Linked DNA regions of Arachis hypogaea: region 2 is linked to region 1. A link is a contact called in public Hi-C data. All regions are on one chromosome and are shown on one strand. The core of a region is the stretch at or near the end of the contact, and the rest is flanking DNA. Distances in the headings are between cores, read along the strand shown.

Region 1 (5,495 bases), core at 2,928-5,427:
ATTTATCTATGAAAAAAATAGAAAGTAAAAAAGAAGCAACAAAACTCGAGGTTAACTTGAGTTTGATGCAGGTACCTTTAACATATTCCCGCACTTGTTCAACAGTATCCCTCTCAGGATCAACAGAGATAAAAACTGGTACAATTTCAATTCCGGCTTTCGCCTCTGCAAGGCACCAAACAGATGTATATATATATCTATAAACTCATTGTTGACAAGATCAAAAATGAAGATTAAAAAATAATAACAAGCTTTCAGAAGCGGCCTTCTAATCTTGACAACTCATGCCACATAACTAGTCTTCAATCTCATAAGAAACAAGACACACTGTATCAAGTATCAACATAGTTGCTGTGGTGGTGGAAAAAAGTGGCTGTTGGTATGTCCCGACAAAGTCAAACTTTCATGTAAGCACTTCTAACTTGATTTGTTTGGCTATTTCCATTAAACTGTTGCAACTCCGGTAAACTTGAGATACTAATTGAATTCATATCTCATGAATCCGTTAAAACAAATTTAGGATTAAAGCATATTTTTCAAATTTTCTATTTCAGAATAACATGAAACACCAGTATTGCCATTAACCAGCCTGACCAACAAGAAACACTTACTTATTTTATCAACTGCAGCTGCTAACTTCACTAGTTCATCAGGGCAGATATCTGGGCAATGTGTGAAGCCAAAGTATAACAGCGTCCATTTGCCCACGAAATCCTTTTCAGTTACATATTTCCCATCATGGTTGATAAGGTGAAATGGCCCCCCAATTGCAGCTTTTCCTGCCGAAGGTCCCTGCTTAACTGCCTCAGAAGCAGTACGTATTTCTGCAGCAACAAAAGTTAAATCAATAAATGGAAAGAAAATTATTCACCGCACTCCAGAATCAGATTAAATGCAAACAGAAATGAAGCTAGTTGATCTGATCTTTTTTTACACTGCCTATAGTTAAAAAAAGAAAAGAAAAGGTCTGGGACAATATGTAATGCACCCAACTTCACCCTGCAGCTTGTTTTGAAAATACTATGGTGTAAGGCTTCATAAAAAGAATTTACAAAGAAACATGCCAAGCTTTCTTTCTTCTGAAGGAGCCCTTGAACAATCATATGATAACAAACAACAAACAAATGCCTTACCCCACTAGGTGGTGTTAGACTACATGGATCAAACGACGCTATTGAATCCTATCACGTATCATGTCTATAGTGAAATTGTTTATGCGTAAATCTCCTTTAACCACCTCACGTATGATAACATGCTCAAATAATGGCTCAACCCTGAATGCAAAGGAATATGCAATTAACAGAGACACAACTCGCAAATGGCATCCACATCAACATGCACAATCATAAAAATGCTCAACTCACCATAGTAATCTACCTTCAATATGTCGTTTCTTTTCCCGGTCGTAGTATACTACCAATCCAGCTCCAGTGACAACCAGCAAAAGAAAACTCAACCAAGAAACAGGCTGCAAGATCCAAATGTAATGTCAGCTCACAAGTTAAGATAGCAACATGAATCAAACAATGCAATAACCTTACATTACATCAACTGAATATACGTAAGAGGAAAAAACCAAAACGAGATCTGAATCACTGAAATCAACTTCAGATACACACCGATCCACGAACTGATTTCCCAGCATCACTTTTCTGATCTCGTTCGCTCCCAGACTCTCTTTCTTCACCAGAATTACCTTTTTCAGAGGCACCTTGTGCTGGCGTTTCTTCATTAGCATTACTAGCATTAGTTCCCGATAGAAGCCTCTGATACAACATCAAGTACCCATTACCATAACCTTGGTTCCCAACCTACAAACTCAAAAGAACAGCAACACAAATAAAAAATTGGGAACTGACCCATTTCAAATGGAATAAGAACAACAATACTTGGAAGCCAAATAAAACAAACTTTAGGAAAAAAATTGGAGCACAGAAGAATAAAAATCAATTTTTATTTTCTATAATCATAAACAAAAACAACGGAAAGGGAATTGAAGTGAACCAGGTGAGGGTGAGTTGAACGGTGATAAACATGATGGGAGAACGGTGGAGAGAGCGACGTGGGTCTGCCATGGTTTCGAAGAATGCGAGCAGCGTAACGAAAGTGGTTGGTCTTGGCAGAAAGCATGGACGCCATTGGATGAAAGAAATCTGTGTGCGTAGCACAAACCAAACCTTAAACCTCTTTAAAGAGTTGAACACATTACGGGACAAGAGTTTTAAGCAAGGATATGAATAATATGATAATCGAACCAAATATCAAACCAATGGTTTAGAAACGGTTCAAGAATTCAGAAATTAATCAAACCAATAAAACACAACAAACTTAAAATACAATTGAAGAAATAACTCAACAATGTAGCAAAGGATCACAGAACACAACACCTATCAGAATGAAGGTAATAGAACGGAAGTAAGTCAAACTAACCCGTAAGCTCGCTTGATTTAATTCGTTACCAATTCTATAAACTAAACTCATGAGCTTGTAAATTAATTTCGAGCCTGAATTTGAATTTATATTTAAATAAATCAAGTTTGAGTTTAAATAAATTAGCTCATGAGTTTATAAAATGGCTCAATAATATATATGCATATAAAATTATAATTATATATTATATATTTTATAATTTTAATTTATAATAATAATATATAATTTTATACACACAATTATAACATTGTTATTTATTAAATATATGAGTGCATTAATTTTTGTCATATTTAAATTGTAATATATTTGTTTATTTTATTGTAGACTAAATAGATAATAAGTCTAATTAAATTATTTATGGTAAGAGAGAACGCTACTTTTAATAAATAAAGAAAAAAACCTTGATTACAAGAAGGAAGAATTAAAAAAATGTTACAAAAATGTGATATTCGTAGTTTGTACCAAATAATGCCACAAAAGATATGCAGTGTTCTAGACTTTTAGTTATATAGATCACCCACCCTTAAGGTTTTGAAAATCGAATTATTTTAGTTACTGATTTATTAATTCAATAGGTTCAACTATAATGTAATTGGAATAACTATTTTATAACAAAATAATAAAAAAATATACAAATAAACACAATAAAATATAATTACAATTTAATATAAATCTTAAAATATAATCTAAATTGAAAGTACTATATTAACCAAAATGTAATCAATTCATCCAAGTACAAATTCAAGAAGTCAAATAACAAAATTATAACAAGTGCTTCATGATTGATACTATCATTTATAACTAAAAAATATATAAAAATATCAATCAGACACAAATTATACAAGATCGTCATGAATTGAACAAGGGCAAGAACAATTATAAGTTTATAAACAGCAACCCAACAAGTTAACAAATTATAAGCCAGAAACAATTAACAAGTTATAACAAATTATAATAAAACAAGAACATGAGCATGAACATGAACTAAAAATCACAATAACAGGAACGATTAAAACACAGCATCAACACACAACACCAATAGGAACAATTAAAACACATCAACAAAGTGAAAAATATGAGAATGGCCATTGCTGAAAACAATAACTTCATACGTGTATGCTCAAAGAATCAAAGGCTAAGCTTCCATACACATAGTGGTAACTACCATCACTGGGAAAGTGAAGACCCCAAACAAAGAAACCTTCAATCACAGCTTAAAACAAAATTCACAATCCCCTCAAGTTGAAGCAGCAAGCAACTTGAAAACGGAAGCACCAAAAACCAACTTCCAAGAAAAAGATTCAGATCACCAATCCCAACCAGAAATAAAACCAAAGCTCAAAAACAAAGAGATCTAACACAGTGATGATTGAAGGAAAAAAACCTAAAAATCACCTTCCACTAGGGCTGGAACTCGAACACAGAAGAGGGAGAGGGAGAATAGATGAGGCCCGGAACTCAAACAACGAGAGAGAGGGAGCACAGATGAGGAACTCAAACTAGAAGACACAGGCGCGGAACTGGAACAGAGAATAGTTGGAGCGCGGCGGAACAGAGGCGGCGCGGCGGAAGTGGAATAGAGGCGACGCGTCTGAGATGATTCGACGAGTTGCGACGGCGCTGGAGCAGTGGGGACGGCGGCGACAACACAGCTTGAAGAAGAGAGAAAAGATGGAGGATTAGGGCTTTCCGGGTCTGGGAGTCGGTGTCGCGCGAGGAGGGAGCGAGGGGATTTTTTTTTTTTGAGTAAATTATTAGGTTAAATGGTTAACAGTTAAATTAATTTTTAAAAAATAAGATATTTTTAAATTTATTTTAATTTTTTTATCTTTATTAATAGTTTTTTTTTTTAAGATTAATCTTATAAAATATTAATTAATAACATATATAATATTTGATATATTTAATTAGATATTGATTACATATGTTTATCAAATTTTATTTCGTTATTTTTTTTAATTACAATAATTTTATTCCCAATATAACTTAGTAACTAAACTGATATATTTTTTTAAACATATTTAGTTAACGTCCAATTGAATATGTTATGTGTCATATATACTATCAGTTAATATTTTATATCATCAATTTTTAACAAAAATTATGCGTGGAGTAACTGAATGACAGATATGATTAATTCGTAATTTTTAAAGGAGCAATTTGATTGAAAAAATCTTTAGTGACAAATTTAAAGAATGCCTTATCTTTTTCAGACTAATTTGACTATTAACCCTTATCAAAATAGCACCAAAAGTTTATAACTTTATATTGCTCATAAAAGTAAATCTTAAAAGATGTTAACTATGCATAAATCTTTGAAAAATTTAAAACATGACAAAAAATATTTTAAATATTAAATATATATTTAAAAAAATAATTTTAGAGATAAAATTTTTGATAAGGGAATAGAACAAGAAAACCAAGAAACCAAAGTACTTGCTTTTTTTGACAGTAAGATAAATTAACTTGTATCAATTATAACAGCTACTATATATATAAATATAACAGTCATATGTCCATTGTGGTTTCCATAAAACAATTACAATAAGCATTTACAATTCAATTTTAATTTCTCAATTCATCTCTATATTGATTCTTTCTGATATGAAGAGCTGAGGTTCGGATCTCATAGGATCTATTGTTCCAATTAATACTACTACACATTTTTCTATTCCTACCATGCCTTTTCTTGATAAATTAGATGAAAAATCATTCAAGATTTAGCAACATCTTGCTCTTCACATCATTAGTGACAACTAGTATTTTTATCCGTAATAACATTACAAGAATATAAACTTTTGAAAATTACGGATCACTTTGTTCTGATAATATAGATTATGCATGTCGCAAAAAATTTATAAAATCAAACTACTTTTACCAAAAAAAAAGTCATAGGTTGACAAAAGTCTCTGGCTAAGAAGACCAAAATCTCTATAGATAAAAAATCAAATAACAAAATTTTTAGTTATTATTTTAATATTAAAAAGTCTAATTTTTTATTTAAATTATATTATTTTGTTTAATTTTATTTTCTGTAAAACAAAGAGGTAGAAAAATTAGAGAAT
Region 2 (5,311 bases), core at 2,415-4,914, 330 kb before region 1:
TACATCTCTTTAAACAAAAGACATGGAAGACAATATAGTTGTAAACTCACCTTTCTAAATCGGGTACCAAATTACATGTTTTATTTAAAATCAGCACATATACAGAAGGATTAATATGCCTGAGATAGATGAAAAACTCGTTTTTGTCTTCCATGTTTTCTTTGGTCAACAGAAGATATTACTAGAAAGCGTAATGTTTTTTTTTGGGGCCCTACAATGAGTTTCAAAAATATTTAGTATTTAATTTGTTTTAATTTTGTCCCTAATGTCTTTGATAAGTTTCAAAAATAATCTTTTGTTAATTTTTTATAAATAACAATTAGTCAACCTTTTTTTTCAAATTTTACCCTTTAATCATCCTGTATTCTAAAACACTAAGTCAGCATGGAATTTGATGGTCTCACTATGTTTAAAACTTTTAAGTTGTACCAATTAAAAGTTATTAAATTGTAACTTTAATGTATTTTCAAAACAATCCTGTAGAATTTATATTTGTAAATGACTTATTTTCTTGCAGTTTTTTCCACACTTCACAAATATAAACAGAGTCATATACAACATTCTAACAATTGTCCAAATAGCTGACTTCCATTTGGACAATGGAAAAAAACATTGTCCAAAGGCGAGGGTCATGGCTGGGAAAGGAGGGCGAGGCAAAGGCAAATGTAGGGGGAGGACTAGGCCGGGGGGGGGGGGGGGGTGGATTTTGGAGTCAACGGATTAGAATTCGGGCCGGGGTTAAAGTTTTGAAATTTTGAATAATAAAAGATAAAATTTGTAGAAAAAAAAGTGATTTAATTCTTGACATTTAAAAATTAATAATAAATATTTTTAAATTGTTTGAAAATATTATGAATAAAAAGTATATTTTACGATATTAAAAGTTTAGAAATTTACTATAAAACTTAAATACCTTAAAAGGAGGTGCAGAATATATATAAGAGACCAGGGATCCACCTAGTGCAAGATCAAATATTGTTGGAAAAGTATGCCCTGCCTGCAAAATATAACATTTTAGCAACCTAAACTTGTCATAGATAAATTCACACCAACTTAAAAGAGATGGATCATTGAACTATTAATATTGTATGCGTACTACTGCACCCACCCATATGTCCAATATACCAGCCAAGGTTAGGCCTCCTAGTAGCAGAAACCATATTTGAGCTATTACCTGCACAGTTTTTAGCAGAATATATGCTCACAATAAGAGTACAGTAAATCTTTTGTGTCGTCACTCACAAAATAATAATGCCTTTTAGTTATGTAACAAAACATTTAATTAACCTACCGGACAAGTTAATCTCTCAAAATTAAAAAAATTAAAAACTTAATTTCATATACAAAAAGGGACTAATTTCTCAACTTTTTCCAAACGGTGAAGAAACATTATCCCCCTATGTTTTCTTTATTTTTTTTGTTAAGGCTTAGGTTGAAGATTTACCTTTTAAAAAATAGAGATCGTTGTTGTACTCTATAAAATTATAAGGTACCATAAGTATTCTCATGTTGTGTGTAGTTAGAAATTGCTGTGTCTCATTACTAAAATTAATAACTTTAAAAATTTTAAAAACTTGAAAACAAATCTTAAGAGAAGACATAAAAATCTGAAATTTACAACAGACCTCATTCTCAGATATTGCTCCGGAAGGAATTGGTCTGTAAGGTTCATTTATTGCATCAATTTCTCTGTCATACCAATCATTCATAGTCTGAAAGATTGAACACCCCAACAATTTAGCATCATCAAGTCAATTTATTTGTTACATTCAATAATAGCAGCTAGGGAAACATTGAACAACAATCAAATCTATCAGTACCTGTGTATATCCCATGAGAAATGGACCAGACATCATCATGCACACAATTGATTTAGCAACATCCTCAAAATCCCAGTGGAAATTTCCTTAACATTATCAGAAATTTGAATGATTCAAATCACATAGCTAAATTTATAGTCAATGTCTCAATGCATTAAAATCTGAAGCACTAACTTTGATCCTAGGATAAAATATGTATGACCAATCTTTATTATGACTAGGGATGACAAAAATACACGCGAAAGCGGGTACCCGTGGGTAGTACCCGCAATGGAGAGTTTAACGGGGACCCGCGAATAAATGAGGACGAGGTAGAGGTACCCAGCCCCATGGAGACCCGCCAAATCCCCGCAAAGGGTGAACTTATTAAAATACCCTCACTTATATATAAAGGTTATAATGTTACATTATTTTGTTGGCTATTTCTATTTCATTTTCTTTTTTGTGTAGGTTGGAGATTTTATGTGTTTGTGGATTATATAAAATTTGTCTTTGGATTGTGTTGTAAGATGATAAATTTGGTTGAATTGTATTGGATTATACTATGGTTGTATTAATTTTTTTTAGTTTTAAGGATTAATATTCATGGAAACCCGCAGGTATCCGCCTCTCCTGCGTGGAGAGAATTAAAAGGGAACGGGGGCAGGGGACATGATATCTATTGTCATCCCTAGTTATGACCACGCATGCAACATTTAATTAATTAATGTAATGGTAAAATTGATGAAGTTACCAGAGGCAGCAGCACCACAAGCTACCCCCCAAATTAATGGAGGCCAAGTCACAGGTTTTGTGAGTTGAAGACGAAGCTTACATTTGTTCTGCACAACATGGACTGCATTAAATGATCTAATGGGTAGATTTATGAAGTATTTTTTCTACATCAATTTATTTATTTTTTTTTTTTTAATAAAATCTACACCATTGAATTACTTAGCTTGTTGCATTGACAATGCAATGAACTCATAGATATGCCAATAATTGATACTAACTTAATGCAGATTAACAGGCACTGACAGATTGTAAAAGATACATATTCAGATTTATATGCGAAGTATGGCAGCGTAATTTAAATATAAAAAAAAATCACAAATCTAAATAAGAGAATGAGGAAAATTATTTGCAATGTGGTTGACTCACAGTTTCTTGGGCTGCTCCTTTAATACCAAGAAGTTGATTGAAGCTTGAACCGGTTTTAGTTTGTTGGTTAGGTTCATCAACTGCTCAAACCCCCAAATATAAAATAAATAAAATGTGTGAGAAATAGTACTAAGCAATGGGAAATGAACAACAAGAAGAAACCATTTTTTAAAAAATAAATTAAGAAAATTATAAATGACCTTGATTTCCAGCTGCTCTAATGGCTATTCTACTCCCTGCAATAATGTTAATACAAACAACCAAAAGCATAAAAAGGAGCAACCTTTAAACAATGTTTGGCTTCTTAGAAACAAATAAACAATGCATCGGATGCATGCAGGATCATTTGGCAACTTGGGTGTAGGAAATATAAAAGAAAATCCAAAAGGGTATTTAATTTGAGAACCTCAATACTCAATTAAGTCAACTTACTAGTGAATGGGAGAGGGAAAAATGGTGCAAGAGGAGGTCGAGAATGAACACTTGTGGTAGATGATGACGATGATAATGATGTTCTTGGTGAAACCGAAACTATTTTGAGTAGGGACGCCATTGAAGATTTATGTACGAGGTTTTTTTTTTCTGTTTGGACTTTTGAATCAGAGACAAAGACAGAGCAAATGAGAAAGGACTTGGCTTTTTGATGGCAATGTATGTTCTCATAGAAAGGACGTCTTTGAGGTTGACCTGAATCGAAGTTTTTTTTTTTTCTTTTTTTTTTTTACAGAGAGAGAAGAAAAGGGGGGGGGGGGTAGGTAGGTACATCTGAAATAAATATTTTAGTTGAATTAATTGTTGTAATAGAAATTTTAGGTAATCCAATTTTAGTTAGTTGATATTCGATTATTCGTCATTATGTTTAAGTCTAATTTTTTTTTAAATTTAGGATTTAGTGTTTATAATTTAGAATTTAAAATTTAAATTTTAATAAAAATTAATTTTTAATATTATTTTTTTTAACTAGCGTGACTATAATAAATAAATAATATTTTCTAATATCACTTATGTTATAGTTTAAAAATAATTAGTGTTTTGATAATATTTAATGTGAGATTAATTAAGATGATAAAATTTTAGTCTTATGATTGATTGTTTTAAGTTCAAATTCTAAGAATAATTTTTTTTCCTTTTCTTAAAGTGAAAAGACTAAAACATAGATGAGATACCAAATAGATATAGAAACTAATTTCAAGTATTAATTAAAATATTCTTTATATTTAAGCAATGGCTCTGAAAATTAAATTGGTCATCAAACTACTTTAATTTTTGGTTTATTGTTTTAGAGACTTAATCGTGGTTCAATAAAAATAATCTAATATTTATAAAATAATAAATAAACACAAAAAGATAAATATATTCTAATATAAATTTAAAAATTACATTAATAATAAAATTATAACATGGATTAAAATTTTATAATCTTATTTAAGTTTATAAACTAATAGTATAATATAAAAAAAATGAATAAATTAAATATGAATATATTCTAATAAAAATTAAAAATACACAAATTAAAAGTAAGATACTAACTAAAATCTCATAATTTTATATAAGTACAACACAAGAGTTAAATATAAAAAATAGTCAATATTAAAAATTAACTTCAAGATTTATATATGCATAAATTTTATATATTACATGTTATAAAATATTAAGAATAAACACACACAAAAATATTTGTCAATATAATCTATCTTAATCCCTAATTTTTTAATTGAAAAAATGTAGTCTATATCTTTTAATTTTTAATATATAGTTTAAATTAGATGTACTATATTAATATTTTAAAGATAAATATAATTTATAATAAAAACAAAAAAATAAATAAATATTAACAAAAGAAAAACACAATTTTGTTTTTGGTATACGAAAAACACAAATCTTGCTCATGAATAAAGGGGGAAAAAATAAAAAAGAAACAAGCTTTTCATTGGACTTAAAAAGGTTTTGGCCCAAATACATTATATGATATTAATATAATTACTCTAGTTCCCCCCTTTTCAGTTTGGGTTTTGGGCTTAGCCCATGAAAAAAAAATATGTGACTTGCCATCACCGTCGCCGTCGTCTGCAACTATGCTGCTTCCTCTTGCGCCTTGTAATAATTTTCTCCTTCACTGATCTTCACCTGTGTCCTCGCCTCTGTTTCTGCTTGCTCTGCCTCTTCCATTCATCACCGTCGTGACTGTTCTGACTCTTCCTCTTGCATTTGACGATATTCCATTCATCTTGGTGTCTCTTTTCTTTTTAGCCATAAACGACTCTTGGGTGTCCTTTGGTCAGAATTGTCCGTATTCCAGTTCGGTCCAGTTCACCGGTTTCCAGACAGTTTGTGGTTTATCGCCAGTTCGA

What was found. Hi-C and Micro-C count contacts between places; a contact is called where the count stands out from the background.
Region 2: a contact with region 1 is called in a Hi-C map of leaf, with 3 times the contacts expected there. The contact joins the promoter of LOC112743675 here to the promoter of LOC112743671 in region 1. A contact is called at or near these places in 3 of 8 Hi-C or Micro-C datasets (leaf and an unstated tissue).

What each region holds. Positions count from the first base shown.
Region 1 is chr14:109,561,844-109,567,338 of arahy.Tifrunner.gnm2.J5K5, reverse strand. LOC112743671 (protein SCO1 homolog 1, mitochondrial) reads right to left here and starts at 4,177. Exons shown (of 8, transcript XM_025792970.3): 1 at 3,826-4,177; 2 at 2,005-2,153; 3 at 1,620-1,811; 4 at 1,378-1,468; 5 at 612-824; 6 at 76-165. The coding sequence starts at 2,139.
Region 2 is chr14:109,891,930-109,897,240 of arahy.Tifrunner.gnm2.J5K5, reverse strand. It overlaps LOC112743675 (chlorophyll synthase, chloroplastic), which reads right to left and starts at 3,664. Exons shown (of 15, transcript XM_025792972.3): 1 at 3,393-3,664; 2 at 3,161-3,196; 3 at 2,961-3,040; 4 at 2,554-2,641; 5 at 1,821-1,906; 6 at 1,626-1,712; 7 at 1,109-1,174; 8 at 914-997. The coding sequence starts at 3,513.